Regions from separate parts of the Lactuca sativa genome. Here region 1 is linked to region 2. Evidence: chromatin contacts called from public Hi-C data. All regions are on one chromosome and are shown on one strand. Each heading gives the region's core, a stretch centred on a gene start, on an enhancer-like site or on the middle of the called end of the contact. The rest is flanking DNA. Distances are from core to core; before and after follow the strand shown.

Evidence for each region. Hi-C and Micro-C count contacts between places; a contact is called where the count stands out from the background.
Region 1: a contact with region 2 is called in a Hi-C map of leaf, with 7 times the contacts expected there. The contact joins the promoter of LOC111911828 here to the promoter of LOC111911847 in region 2. A contact is called at or near these places in 2 of 4 Hi-C or Micro-C datasets (both in leaf).

Annotation. Positions count from the first base shown.
Region 1 is chr1:10,444,106-10,451,289 of Lsat_Salinas_v11, forward strand. It overlaps LOC111911828, which reads right to left and starts at 4,241. Exons shown (of 6, transcript XM_042897799.1): 1 at 4,096-4,241; 2 at 3,239-3,394; 3 at 2,690-2,770; 4 at 2,476-2,601; 5 at 1,919-2,017; 6 at 517-781. The coding sequence starts at 4,204. The coding sequence ends at 717.
Region 2 is chr1:9,811,071-9,818,113 of Lsat_Salinas_v11, forward strand. It overlaps LOC111911847 (sucrose transport protein), which reads right to left and starts at 2,016. Exons shown (of 4, transcript XM_023907593.3): 1 at 583-2,016. The coding sequence starts at 1,842.

The DNA of each region.
Region 1 (7,184 bases), core at 2,991-5,490, 640 kb after region 2:
AAACGTTTTTCAGCCATTAGGATCGTTTACGATGGCAATATGTTCTTTTTTTTTTTTAATAACGAAGTCTGTAAAGATTTGAACTTGAAACCCTTTTACCCACTATATATTTTGGAGCAGTTAAATCTCAAGCAATAGCCACTAGCCACGTTGAAGATTTTTTATTCTCAGTACTTTTATGTTTATTTCCGAAAGTGTCGCCACCGGTGTAAAAGTTCAATTTTTTTATTCTGGGTACTTTACATAATACTAACATGGTAACAAATTAACACGTGTTCATGAATTGTGAAGAATTATGTGTCACCTATAAAGGGCAAGGCAATAAACAATATAAAATTAGTTAATTTTCTTAAGCCTTGCCTCTTTTCCAAAAAGAAAAAAACAATATAAAGCGAGTTAATAAATTTCGATCGTATAGACCCCATACCTTTGAGAAAATCGTGTAATCTATAAATCCCTTTAGAGATGGGAGATTCAAAATCTCAAAGTAGCTTACTAGTTACAAACACGTACGTATTAATTTGTTAAGTTCTAATCATAAATAAAGGTATAATAAAACACAAGTACCTCTATCCAATCGTGTGAAAATACTGCATCCAAAAAGTTAACTTACCAAACCACAACACAACACAAGTACATATTCAATGAAACTCTAGGTTACTCGAAACAAGTTGGCTCTAACTACTTGGATTCATCCACCCGATTATTGCAATAAGTTAAATAGCCAATAGGGTAAACACAAATATCAACAAGTTGAAGCTACGTTCAAGCCTATAATTACCTGAAAAACAGACAAGTTGCCAAACCAAAAAAATAATATCATAAGTGCATTGCCTATATGGGTTAAAATAGTACATTGGTTATATTGGTAAAAAGAGTAAAGACACCAATCAAAACGAATCTCATAGACCCAAGTCAAAGCAATTAATTTATTGGTTAAGTTGATGATGAAACGCTAACTATTACTTCCTCAATCCAAAAAAATGTAACGTTTTCCCTTTTAAGTTGTCTAAAAAAATGCAACTAATTAAGTGGTCACTCAAACCACGCTCATGCACTTTGGGTACTTGGTACATGTTTTTTTTTTTAAATTATATTAACACCAAATCTTCTCTAATAAATGAAGGTTTTTTTGCCACTTTAAAATTTCTGAAGAGTTTTGTCACATGTAATTTTGTGGGAGTTTTAGAACTATTATTTTCCACTTGTCATTTTTTGAGAATTTCCATTTTTTTTAAATAAATTTCCATAAAATTCTAATGAGTTTTATAAAGAAAGAGAACCATTCTATTTAATTTGATAATAAATTCTTATAAATGTTCTAAAGAATATTTGATTTCTTTTATAAATGTTTCAAAAGATTACATTATGTTATGTAAAAATATTATTTTATAAAATATTTAATGTTTAATTATTGATATTAAATTTTTATTTTTAATAAACCCGTGTAGTACACGGATCTCACACCTAGTCTACTCTAATAAATAAAAATCTTTTTGCTACATGTCACACTTTCATTGATTTGGCCACTTGTCATTTTGTGGTTATTTTCAATTAAATTTTTTCCACATGACATTTTGTGGTTTTTTTCATTTCATTAATTGACTTTCCTTTTAATTTAAAAATTTGTAAATCAAAATCTCATTAGTTTCCTTTGTTTATTTATCTAAATTATGTGTTTAAATTTAAAAAAGAAAAAAAAAACACATTAATTTTAATAATTCAATATTTTTAAATTTTCTTATAAATTCAAACTTTTGAATGTTTAGAATTTCATATTTAATTATTTTTAAATGAACCCAAGTAATACATGAGTTTTACACTTAGTATTCTATAATAATAGTTGGTTTGACATTAAAATTTGGGAAGTTATTAAATAAATCCGAATGCATATGGTAATTAATGGATACAGTCATACCTTGATTTGAACGATCATCTGACAAACTTGGAGGGGGAGCAGGGGGTGATTTGTTCCCAAATCCAAGTCCAAGGTCCTTACAGTCCATTCCGAGTGAACCTAACCAAAAAAAAAACAAGAATTCGGTTACACACTACTACATTTGTTCAATTGGACAAAAATCATAATTTTTTGTTCCACCCAAAAAGGTGGGACACGGACTCACTTTCGATCTCATGTCTATGCAAAAGACATGAATGGCCTCCTAATCCTCATCAACGAAAATATCCCTAGAAATCTTGTCCAGTCTCTTGTAACAAATGCAACCTAAGGTTGTCTTTGTTGCATTCGACATAATTGGACTGGACAAAGACAGTTTTTAGGGTTATTTTTGGGGACGAGGATTAGGAGGGCATTCACGTCTTTTTGTACAGACACGATATCGAGAGCGAATCACTATCCCATCTTTATTTCGTCAGAAAAAAATTTACAATTTGTGTCTCATTGACATCAGTCTCAGTTCTAGTCCAATGCACACAAAATACTGTATTGTTTTCAGGAGTAGAATGTGGACTTACATTCTTTAAAGCAAGGAGAAAAGGTTAAGTTGAGAAGATTATGATAACCCTCGTCACATTCGCATTTATGGGTGAAGAGAGATGTTGTCTCACATTTTCCTCCTCCACAATCGGTCCACCTACACACTAGAAAAACAAGCACCAATCACAATACATATAAACCAAAAGTCTAAATGGGTAAACAGAACTTTATAAAGTTTTAATGGTTGTGTACCATCAAAGATTGATTCATTTCCTCGGTTCTCCTTTTCTTGCACAGGAGATGGAGCTTTCGAACATGAATAATTCATTGTGCCTGAAATATGTATTACCAGTCACATACAAATTGTAAAATTTTATTGACCAAAAGAAATATAATCAAGGGGTATATGGTAACAGCTAAATACATAGTTCAATACAATGACAAAATATGGGACCACTCGGATTAAAATCAAATAGCATTAATAACTTTTAATGGTGTAATGACTTTTACTTCTATTTTTTTTATTTTATGATATCCATTTATATTTTTATCTTGATATATTTTATCTCTTACAAAATTGTAAAAATCATCTCTAAATTACTGCCCACCCATTTATTCTGTGTTTTTAGGTAATATTTTTCTTATCACATATTCCTACACTCACGTGTATTGTGACAGTTAAGCAATATATGAGAGAGAGAGAGAGAGAGAGAGAGAGAGAGAGAGAGAGAGAGAGATGGGGTGATTCTTATTTTACGTTTACAAAATTAAAGAACATAATTCAAGAAGTTTTAGACTTACAATTTGGGATGACACAAGGGAGAAATTTCAAAGAGTTGTCATCATCAGTAACAGCCATTTGCTTCCACCCAGGTGAGCATTCACATTCAAATGGGATAGTGCTGTTACCCGAAGGCTTGCAGGTTCCCTGACCACATTTCACATCATTGCATGCATCTTCTGTGAAAATTTACATCCAAAAAAGATGAAAAACTTAAGAGCTTTTTCAAGTAAATCCTAAATTTCACCAAAAAAACATGGATATAAATCCTAAATCCTTCATGAAAAAGAATATAGCTAGGCAGCATGTCATGGTTTTGCAATTGCATATCTCTACAAAAAGAATTATCAATAGCATACTTGGAATCCTTATATGAATTACATCGCTTTGTCCACTTTTCATATAAGATACAAATTAAATTCAAAACTGAAGTAGTTTAATGAATCAATACATGAAAAGAAGCTCATCTACTTGTGAACTAAAGCATTAAACTTCAACTATTGGCCATTTAGATTGTTAGATAACACCTCAACTGAACACAAAAAAGATGTAATTGATATAGTCGCAGGAATCAAGGTTCTAATACCCCAAATCCTATTTTATTTTTAGTTAATTAAGAGATTAGAGATTTTGGGAAGTAGGTCAAGTTTGAGAGCCAAAAGGTGATAATACATAAATATTTTTATGTAAATAGCTTCAAGAGCTTACTGACGTTATAAATGTTTCAATTCAAAATAAACTAATTATCATCAATATCTTAGGGTTAAGACATTTCGAGTATGAAATTAGAAAAACAGAAAGAACAAATGAAGCATATAATTTATTCCGCACAATATAAAAAAACCCTGAAATTTGAAAGGTTTTAATTAGTACAAACCAAAGATCGGAGAGAGAAGCGGAGCAAGAATATCGCCGACGCTTGTGGCGATACACCATGGCTGCAAAATAAGAAAGATGCAAAGGAAAGTAGCGATTGAAACAATCATTTTCAAAATTGTAACAAAAACTTTGATGGAGAAGAAGAATTACTTGAAGAGAAGCTCAGGCAGTTGGGTGCAATTAATAGATTGCTGTTGGAAGTCGTTGAAGTTGGACTTTGAATTCAGTTAGCGGCTATCGCCATTATTACCGATATTAGATGGTTGGATTATTTCATATTACCAACGAAAGATACAAGTAAATATGACATGACGTCATTTCTTAACCATCACATAAATGGATATTTACCATTTACTTATTAATACAATTTATATAAATAAAATTTAATTTAGGTTACAAAATACTTTTTTTGTTTAAATATTTATTATTAAAAGAAAATTTAGTTTTCAGATTTTAAAATGAAATAGATAGTTTCATATGTATTAAAACAAATGCTCATCAACGGACATACAACGAAAAATCCAAAGTAAAATAGTCATGCATCTTTTCAACAAAAGGAATGCGCTATTATTTGTAAATTTGAAAGTAATTAATGAAATGCGGAGATATTATGGGTATGTTGGCAGCCAGTTTTGAGAATTTTTATTATAAGGTTTTACCTTTTAATTAAAAAAATAAATAAATAAATAAATAAATAAAACGTAAAATTAAATAAAAAATTTAGCTTTTAGCTTCAAATAGTTTTTGAGAGTTATATTCCATTTAGTTTTGTCAAACACATCCTTACTTATTTCTTCATAATCATTACAAATATATTCTACATATATTTCACAACTACACTCTTCATTTCGACATGTCACATACATCTTGATTCAATGTTAATTAAGTAACTGCTTTATTAAATATAAAAAAAGATGTTACCAAACTTCCTTTGATAGTTAGGTATTATTTATAGCGTTTTTTGTAAATCCATAACACTTAATACATGTGTGTCAAATGGAGATTCATGGTTTATTTAAAATATTGTTACAATAAACGCGTGGTTCATTTAATAAATTGGTATAACAAATGCATGGCTTATTTAATAAATATATACCTAGCAACCAATGTATACATAAGAGAAAATTTATGAATCGAATAACTAATTGATTTGGTAGATAATTTGATTCCAGTCAATAACGACGTTATATGTGAATTCTTAGGAATACTGCCGAAAACAAAAATGTAAACTAAGGAGGCTCAAAGCATTTACTAATATTATAAATAATACAATACTACTAGTAAATGCTTTGAACCTCCTTAGATATCTTTTTTTTTTGACTTTCAATATTAGTAAATGCTTTGAACCTCCTTAGTATTATAAATAACACAATACTAGTAAATGCTTATTTATAATACTAGTAAACGTTTTGAACCTCCTTAGCTTACATTTTTGTTTTCGGAAGTATTCCCAATAATTCACATATAACCTCGTCATTGACCAGAATCAAACTATCTACCAAATCAATTAGTTATCCTATTCATAAATTTTCTCTTATTGTGTATCGTTTTGGCAAGCATGGCCTAATGCTAAACCAACATCTTCTTATAGAGTTTTCTTGATCCATATTTACATTAAAATGTCATAAGACGTGAGGCCTATATAGGTTTGATATTAAATATCACTTCTTAAATAACTACCATCTCTATCAAGATATTCAAAGTTAATTCAAAATATATCAAAGAAAAAAATTAATAATATTGTGTTCAAATTGGTAAAAAGATTGATGATGATGAGTAACATTCTCAAATTATAATGTTCGAACATTAAATTAATATTGAAAATTACGCATAAATATTCATTTAGATATCGTTTTTTTTTTTTTTTTGACTTTCAATGGACCATACCCTTCATTGCTCATTTAATTATCAACGCATAATGAGTGAGATGACAAACGGGTAATAAGCTGCGTCATTAAACCTTTTTGTATGGTAAAGCTAATTCTTTTAAAGACTACATCCGAAGATCTAGGGGATATAAGATTACTATAGATGATCTGTTGTACTCTATTAAGAAGTTGTACCGCATCCGTTGTACTCTATTAAGAAGCCTTTTTGATATCGTTTCAATTGAAATGAAACTAAATGTAACACCCAGGATTTTGAAAGCCAAGAAAGTAAAGGAAACCCTAAATTTAAGAGGGACTCGACGAGTCCAAGGAAGGACTCGGCGAGTCGGAGCGGGATCCGGGTCGATAAGAAAGTGACCAACTCGACGAGTCGGCCAAGTGGACTCGGCGAGTCTGGTCTGTGCGAGGAAAACCCTAAATCCGGGGCTTGGAGCCTATTTAAGCATCTCAATCTTCTTCCTAGGGCTCCTTTACAGCCTCTCACACCTAGAACGCCGCACCTTAAGCCTCCATTGTGTTCATTCAAGCTTTTAACCATTTTTGAGTGGTTTTAAGGAAGAAGAAGGAGTGGGAATCTTTGAAGCATCAAGGAGTGGTCTTGGATCCGAAGTTTGGGGAGCATTTTAGAGCATTGGAAGGTATTAAGTCGTTTCTCTCCTCCAGATTTTCCTTGGTTATGAGTTTTGGGGCTTTTAAGCCATGTTTAAGACCAATCTTGAGCTTGAGGTCCAGATCTGAGGTTGCTACCTCAGATCCATGCTTGTTTTGGTATGGAATCCCATAAAGTATCAGCCATTGGGTGGAAATTGGAGTCTCTTGGTCCTAAACCCTAGCTATGGGTGTATTTTGCCTAGATCTCCCTCTCTACACGTAAAGTTTGCAACTTTACGTGGGAAATAGCCTTGGGGAGGGTAGATCTACAGTTTGGAGCTCATGCATGACTCGGAAGTCCTCTGCATGTAAGTGGATCTTAGTGGACTCGACGAGTCCTTCGAGTGGACTCGGCGAGTAAATTGAAGATGAGGAGGAACTCGACGAGTGGGATGAGCAGCTCGTCGAGTCGGATGAAGATAGGCATGAACTCGGCGAGTTGGATGAACAACTCGGCGAGTTGGATGAAGATTGCCGTGTGCTCGGCGAGTCTGTTCTTAGACTTGGCGAGTCAGGTCGAGTGGTCCCAAACCCTTCGAGTTAAGAC
Region 2 (7,043 bases), core at 766-3,265:
AACTTTATTTAAGTAATAATTTAACAAAATATTAATAAATTTTACTATGAACATGTCAAGAATCTTTGTATTTATTACGCAATTAAATGTGTTTTTCAAATGGTCAAATATATTAATTGATTTGCATTTAGTGTTTAAGAGTTGCAAAGATTCATGATATCATTAATCAAAAAATATATTGATAATAATCGATTAAATGTAAGACAATTACCATCTTAAATTCTCTTCTTGATAAGAATATAATCAAATTCCATATATACTTTATAAAGAATATATTCGGTTAATAAGGTAGTATTCCTATCCATTTCCTTTTAAACTATTATTATCCTTCAAAAAAAAATTATTCCACACAAAAACATATATATTGCAACCCAAAAATGTTTATACCTGAGCTATTTTATATTCTTTTACATTTAAAAATTGGTATTTAATTATTTATTATGATGCAACTTTAAAAGAAAAACAATAAAAGCATGTATATTATAAATATGGAGAAAGTATTAATTTCCTAATAATATTTAATATAAAAAAAATTATATGTGAATTTGATGCAAGTAGTTGTAAAGGTAAGAATTTACTCACAGCGAGTGGGGCACCGAGGACGGCGAAAATCGACAGAGCTCCGCCTTTGATCCCGGCGTTAGGTGGCAGAGGAGTGGTGGTCCCATCTGGCAACGTCGTGAACTGCCTTTCAGACTCCGCCATCTTCGTCACCAGAACAGTCATCGCCAAACAAACAGCAAGAAGGAAGTTAACGCCACCCCACAACCGCTTCACACCACCTACCCAACGAGCCAAGTGCTCGATGCACAGAGAAGAGAGACCTGACACGACTGAGTTAATCAACAAACCCAAAGCTCCGGCACGGACACCACGGTTGTACATCTGCCCAGCCGGTCCAGTACCCACCTCACCACCGTACACCTCCTTACCCATCCAGTCGGTGTCGAAAAGAAAAAATGGAAACCATGCAACCCAGTTTAAGCATGTCACCATCAACAAGATCCACATCGGCCTAGACATTTCTTTCAATGCTCCGAGCATTTCTCCAAAGAAAACCATTTGTTTCCCGTTGGATTTATCGACGGCTTCCGGTACGAAAACATCCTCCGACACCGTCGCTAGAGCCAACACCGTTATGCTCACCAACAGTGCGATGGAGATGAAGAAACAGGTTTTCAAATTTGCACAGTAGACGTCGCATGCAGCGGTTTTTGTAAAGGGGACGATCTGGTAGAGGTGGGTGTAAGAACCGGCGGCATAACCGAGTACGTTTCCGACACCCATGAAGAAAGCAAACATGGCATTTCCGGTACGGATCTTGCTAGAATTCGACCCGGATAAGTCAGCCAACAACGCCCGGCATGGTCCTTGAAGCGTGTTATTTGCAACATCAAGAATCCAGAAACCGACGACAAAAATGGCTACGGCGCGGGGCTTCGTCGGTGCACCGAGTTTGTCTCCGGCGGAGACACCAATGTCGGCAGCGTAACCGATAAGGAAAACGGCGATGGCGACAAGCAAAGCTCCTCCGGCAATAAAGGGACGGCGGCGACCAAAGCGAGAGGTGCATCGATCGCTGTAATAACCGACGACCGGCTGAACAATCATACCGGAGATTGGACCACAGAGCCAGATGAAAGATGACCAGGCGTGCGGAACACCAAGGAGTTGGACGTAAGGGGTGAGGAGGGAGAGTTGGAGGGCCCATCCGAACTGGACACCGGCGGCGATGGCAGACACCATGATTAATTGCCATATCGGCCTTTGTGGTGATTCATGGTGCTGCATTTCCAGCGGAGCCCGTGGTGGTTGTTTATCATCTTTTGTGGATGACACCATGTTCTGAAAATCAAGATGAGGATGAAAATGGAGTTAAAGAGAGAGCGGATATGTGAGAATTAAATGGAGATGAAGGATGGTATTTATAAGCTTTTTGGCGGCTTCAAGAATGATGAGATGGCTTGGGCTGGCACTTGGCAGTGAGCCTTTTAGTTTTGGATAATATTTTCTAAATTACTATCTATCAATATTTATAACTACAAATAAATAAATTTAACGGATTCAAATTACTTTCTAATTCAGAATACTACGGACTACCAGTAGTGACGTATTATCAACCAAACTTGACTCTCAAACATACACATCTCCTCTTCATTGACGCTAGACCCGCTCTCTCTCACACACAGCCACACACACACATGTACATAAATAGTATATAACTACTATATCCTAAAACTAATTATTAATTTTTTAAAAAAATTAATAAAAATTTCATTTGTGTATTTAATTAGCGCAATTATGACATCATTTTATATATGGTTGGACGGTTTTATTTAAGGTAAGGTTGGTCGTATGGTCGGTGAAGCAACGGAAATGAAGCATGAGCCGTGAAGATTGAGTCATGAGTGATTAGATTTCACCTGGCGCCCAGCAGTACATAATAAAACACCGAGTGAAAAGATTTTTCACATTTATTTGTCATATTGTTTAATAAATACACAAAATATTTAAAATGATTTTAATTAAAGTAATACCAAAAATGTTTTAGACTATAACGAATCTTTTACCAATATATTTATGAAATTGTTAAAATTGTCCATTTATGTTTGGTAACATACTTTAATTTATCCACAAACTTATTATCTATAGTTATAAAATATAAATATATTATCAATAAACTACTATCTTCGGTAATTAATTCAAAGTTTAAATATAATCATTCATGTCCCTTTTCTCTTTTATTCAAAAGTTATAATATAACTAAGCCGTGTCATTGACTCATTGCTTATCCAAATTTTATCAAATGTTTACTTCAATTTAAAAATAAAATAATCTTTGAGTCGTATCATAATAATTAACAATTTTGCAATACGTGAATAATAATTTTAGAGCTAACTTATAAAAAATCCAATATATTTTTATCTAATTTTTTTAAAAACCATTATATTTTTTTTAGTACGCTAAAATCCCTATATCTTTTTGAAAGTCTAATTCAAAGCTTTCTAGTATGAAAAACCTAACATATGTCCATTCAACCATTAAAAAACAATTATATTAGTTTTTTAGTGTTTTAAAACCCTATATTCTCAAAAAAAAAAAATTATAATCAAAGATATTGTAACGAACGAACCTTTAAATATCTGAATCAATTAATATCTATGATTATCTAGATTTATCAGGCTCAACGCCTTAAATTAGACAAAAATTTTTAAAAATATAAGAATTTTAACGTATTAAAATATTATAGTGGTTTTTTTACTCTATTAAGTTGTACTTGTAATCTCTGTTTAAGAACCTCGTGAATAAAGAATACTCTTCTCCTTCTCGCAGACATAGATCACTTTGACCAAACCATATAAATATTGTGTCATTGTGTGTTTTTAGTTTGGTATGTTATAAGAAGGGTTATCAGATCTTGGCATGAAAGTTAGTATTGATCGGATACACTTCAAGTAAAAAAACAAAGAACAAGCAAATTACCTTAAACAAACAAGGAACTAAAAAAGTAAAGAACACTAGATATTTAACAAAATTGTCTTTCACCAAGAAATGGTTTGTTTTCACAAAGAAAACAGGTTGTCACAAAGATGGTAACCAATATGTTAACGTTAGGGTTTTACCCAAATGTTGTATATATATATATATATATATATATATATATATATATATATATATATATATACTAATTTATATTAGTATATCCCTTGATAGAAGAGATTGTATCTAATATATACTAAGAATTGATCCTTATCACAAGGTTATCAGATCTGCTATCTATTCTACATATATCCGTATAATTACCTAATATACGAATATTACATTAGATTCTATAATCGAACGTTGATGTTGATCTTCATGTTGATGCTGATAATATCTTGAGATGTTGGCACTAGCAGTCAGCATATAAAGTATTTGACTCATCAGATCATAAGGGGGGGACCTTACAATCTCGCCCTATCTGATTATGTCAAAAACTAATCTTCTTTAAAGGAGTCATCAAAAGAACCTTGTAGAACTTATCTGCTTCTTTCAAGATTTCAAGCATTACCCACGTGAATTCATCAATTTTGAGTTATTCCAATCTTTTGATGAGCTTAATAGAAATCAACACATGGTATCCTCTTTTAAATTCTATATATAAGTCCTTCCATACGAAGATGAAATAAGTGCTCAGTGGGTGCAGCAGGAAGATCATCAATGCATTGAAAGCACATATGATTTTGACTATTTAGGAGCGCATGTTCTTCCTGAAGTGGATGGTCTAGGAGGACTAGTTGATGGCACAAGATTCAACTTCTTTACTTTGTTGAGAAGTTGATGAATTGCTAACTTTACCTCCCGAGCATGAATATCTTTATGTTTGTCGATAAGTTCCCGAATTTGTATCCACTGGTTGCAGCCAAATTTGACCAGCTCACGAGCGTATATAACCTGAGTGTATTCATACTCAGTCTTCGTTTTTACCAAGAGAAGCTTCAGTGACTCATTCCTTGGTTTAGTGCACCTTACCCCAAAAATAGGATCAGGCTTTGATACATGAGCCAGAACATCTCCAAATTTCTTTCTGTTGTAATTGTCATTAAGCTTTGAAACCCTGTGTTGTTTGTCCACACTATTATTGAATAGTTGAATTTTCTTGATTTGATCAAAACTACTTTGAACATCAACACTTTCATCAGAAGAAGCAAGACCATGATCAAATTTAAGATTCTTTTCTAGCTTGAATGGCAGCATTGTTCTCTATCATAATCTCTCTGAATTCCTCAATAGTTATATCCTTTTTTAGCTAAAACATGTAGATCAACAGTAAGATTACTTTTCTTGGAAGGAGGAGGTGCTAAAGTGTGACAGCTGTCAAATTCTGGTCAAGTCAAAGTCAACAAAATTCATTGGGTCAAACCGATACACTCCTTTAGTGCTTGTATGATAGGGTAAATTCTATGTTTCTAACGTACAACTTTCTATCATAATACAAAGTACCACTCAGAAGTTTCAAATGTTCAGAAATTCCAAAACCTAACTAGGGTGAGTGATGTAATGACTCTCTAAAGCACTATTAAATACCCTTCGGGGGTGTAAACCACTCTGAATAAGGCATAATAGGGTTTACGAACCTTTCCTTATGATGCCAAACACTAATGAAGGCCCCCGGCAAATCCTCTCTCAATCTCTCTCGCTCTATCTCCCTCTCTCCTAAATCTCTCCCAAATATCTCTCAAAACTTTTTCATAAACACCGATATCATCCTAACCATTCCTACGTTGAAAACAGGCAAAACGGAAAGTGAAAACCCAAAAGAACAAGCTCATTTTGGAATACACTATTCATTTCTGGAACACTTCTTACTCCGGAGCTTCGGATTAGCCCTGGAATTTCCTTCTGACTCGGAACTTCCCCTTGAGCTTTAGAACTTCTCCTAGACCAGATAGTTTCACATGGACCGGACAGATCCACTCTGGAAGGTTTTGCTCCTGAACCTCCTGACGATCTGGACTCCTTCGCATCTCGGAAGACCAGCCTGCTCCGGACCCCACTCCTTCGCGCCTTTTGACTCCGGATTGTGCTGATTCGACTCCGGAACATGAAGGCCAACTTCGGAACTCGTATTTTGGTTTCGAAAGTGGTTTCTTGACTCTGAAACCCACGCAAGTCCGAACACCATTTCGGATTTTTGACCATTTCAGACCTCTTAGCAATTTTAGGAGTTTTTAACGCCAGAAACTTCCTCAAAACTCGCATTTTCTTGACCTAAACCCTCTAAACTCCTACTTCATGCCAAACATGAAGAGTTAGATCACATCTTTTATGAATAATGTCTAAGACTCATTATTTTATTTGTAAAGTAATCACCCACTTTATGTCACTATTTTCACCTTACCTAGTCAAATCATTGTCCTTTTTCTACTCATAACCACACTCCATCAGATTGACTTAACCAAATCCACCCAAGAGATCTTATTCTCAACATTACCAAAGAGATCTTATTCTCAACAATTCCCAAGTGTCTCACTTATCTTCATCCAAAGACAAACATTTTCTCCCACTGTTGCTCTTTTCTTCTCTCTGCAACTCAAAACTCCCAAGAAGTCACGAATTCTCCCCTCACTTTTGGTAAGTTCTTCATCATTACTCTTAAACATACTACATTACTTCACTCATAACATGGATTTCTTATACAAATATCATCATATTTGTTCTTAGGATCTTCAAATCCTTAAGCATTCTCCAAGTGTTCTTGACTTGGAAACCCCTTTCTCCAACCATCCATCTCATAGAATCACTCAAGGTGAGTTCATACCCCACCTTTTCATGTTTTCTTCTAGTTTTATGGGGGAGAATACAAGTTACAACCTCAAAACATGCTTAAACTCAAAATATAGCTTTCAACAGAAATTTTTTTATCATTATATTGTAATCAATTTTGAAACATGTAATTCATTATATTGTAATCAATTTTGAAACATGTAATTCATGAAATCATGTAACTTTCTCGATTATATTTATGATGGTTGTATTTACTTTGATCACTATTGTACTCACTGTTGTGATACTATACATGAAGTCCTCCAACCTCGGACATTTCCCCCATCCTAGGTCTGGGGGTGTGACGGATTGGTATCAGAACATTGTGTATAGTGAACTAAGTATATCGAACCACATAAGATATATCAACTATAAACACATTGGGACTAAATTTCTCTGAGTAAACATTTTCATACGTTTTAAAAATAAACCGGTATTTTTATGAAAAGTATAGGTACATGCATGCATGATGGTATAGTGTAACATCTAAGAAAGACACGAAAAATAAAAAATAGACGAGTTGTACACTATGATTATGCCTTGGGACATGTAATCAAGTATGGGAGGAGTATAGCCTGATCAACTATATTCATCCGAGAAGTGACTAGCATATGCCATGGGATAGTCGTAGTGGGCAACAAGTCTATCAACCTACCAACACCCACACAAGAATTGCTCTAAGAATCAAACAAAACGTTTAAAATACTATAGGAGTATTTTATGCTGCTATAGCACCA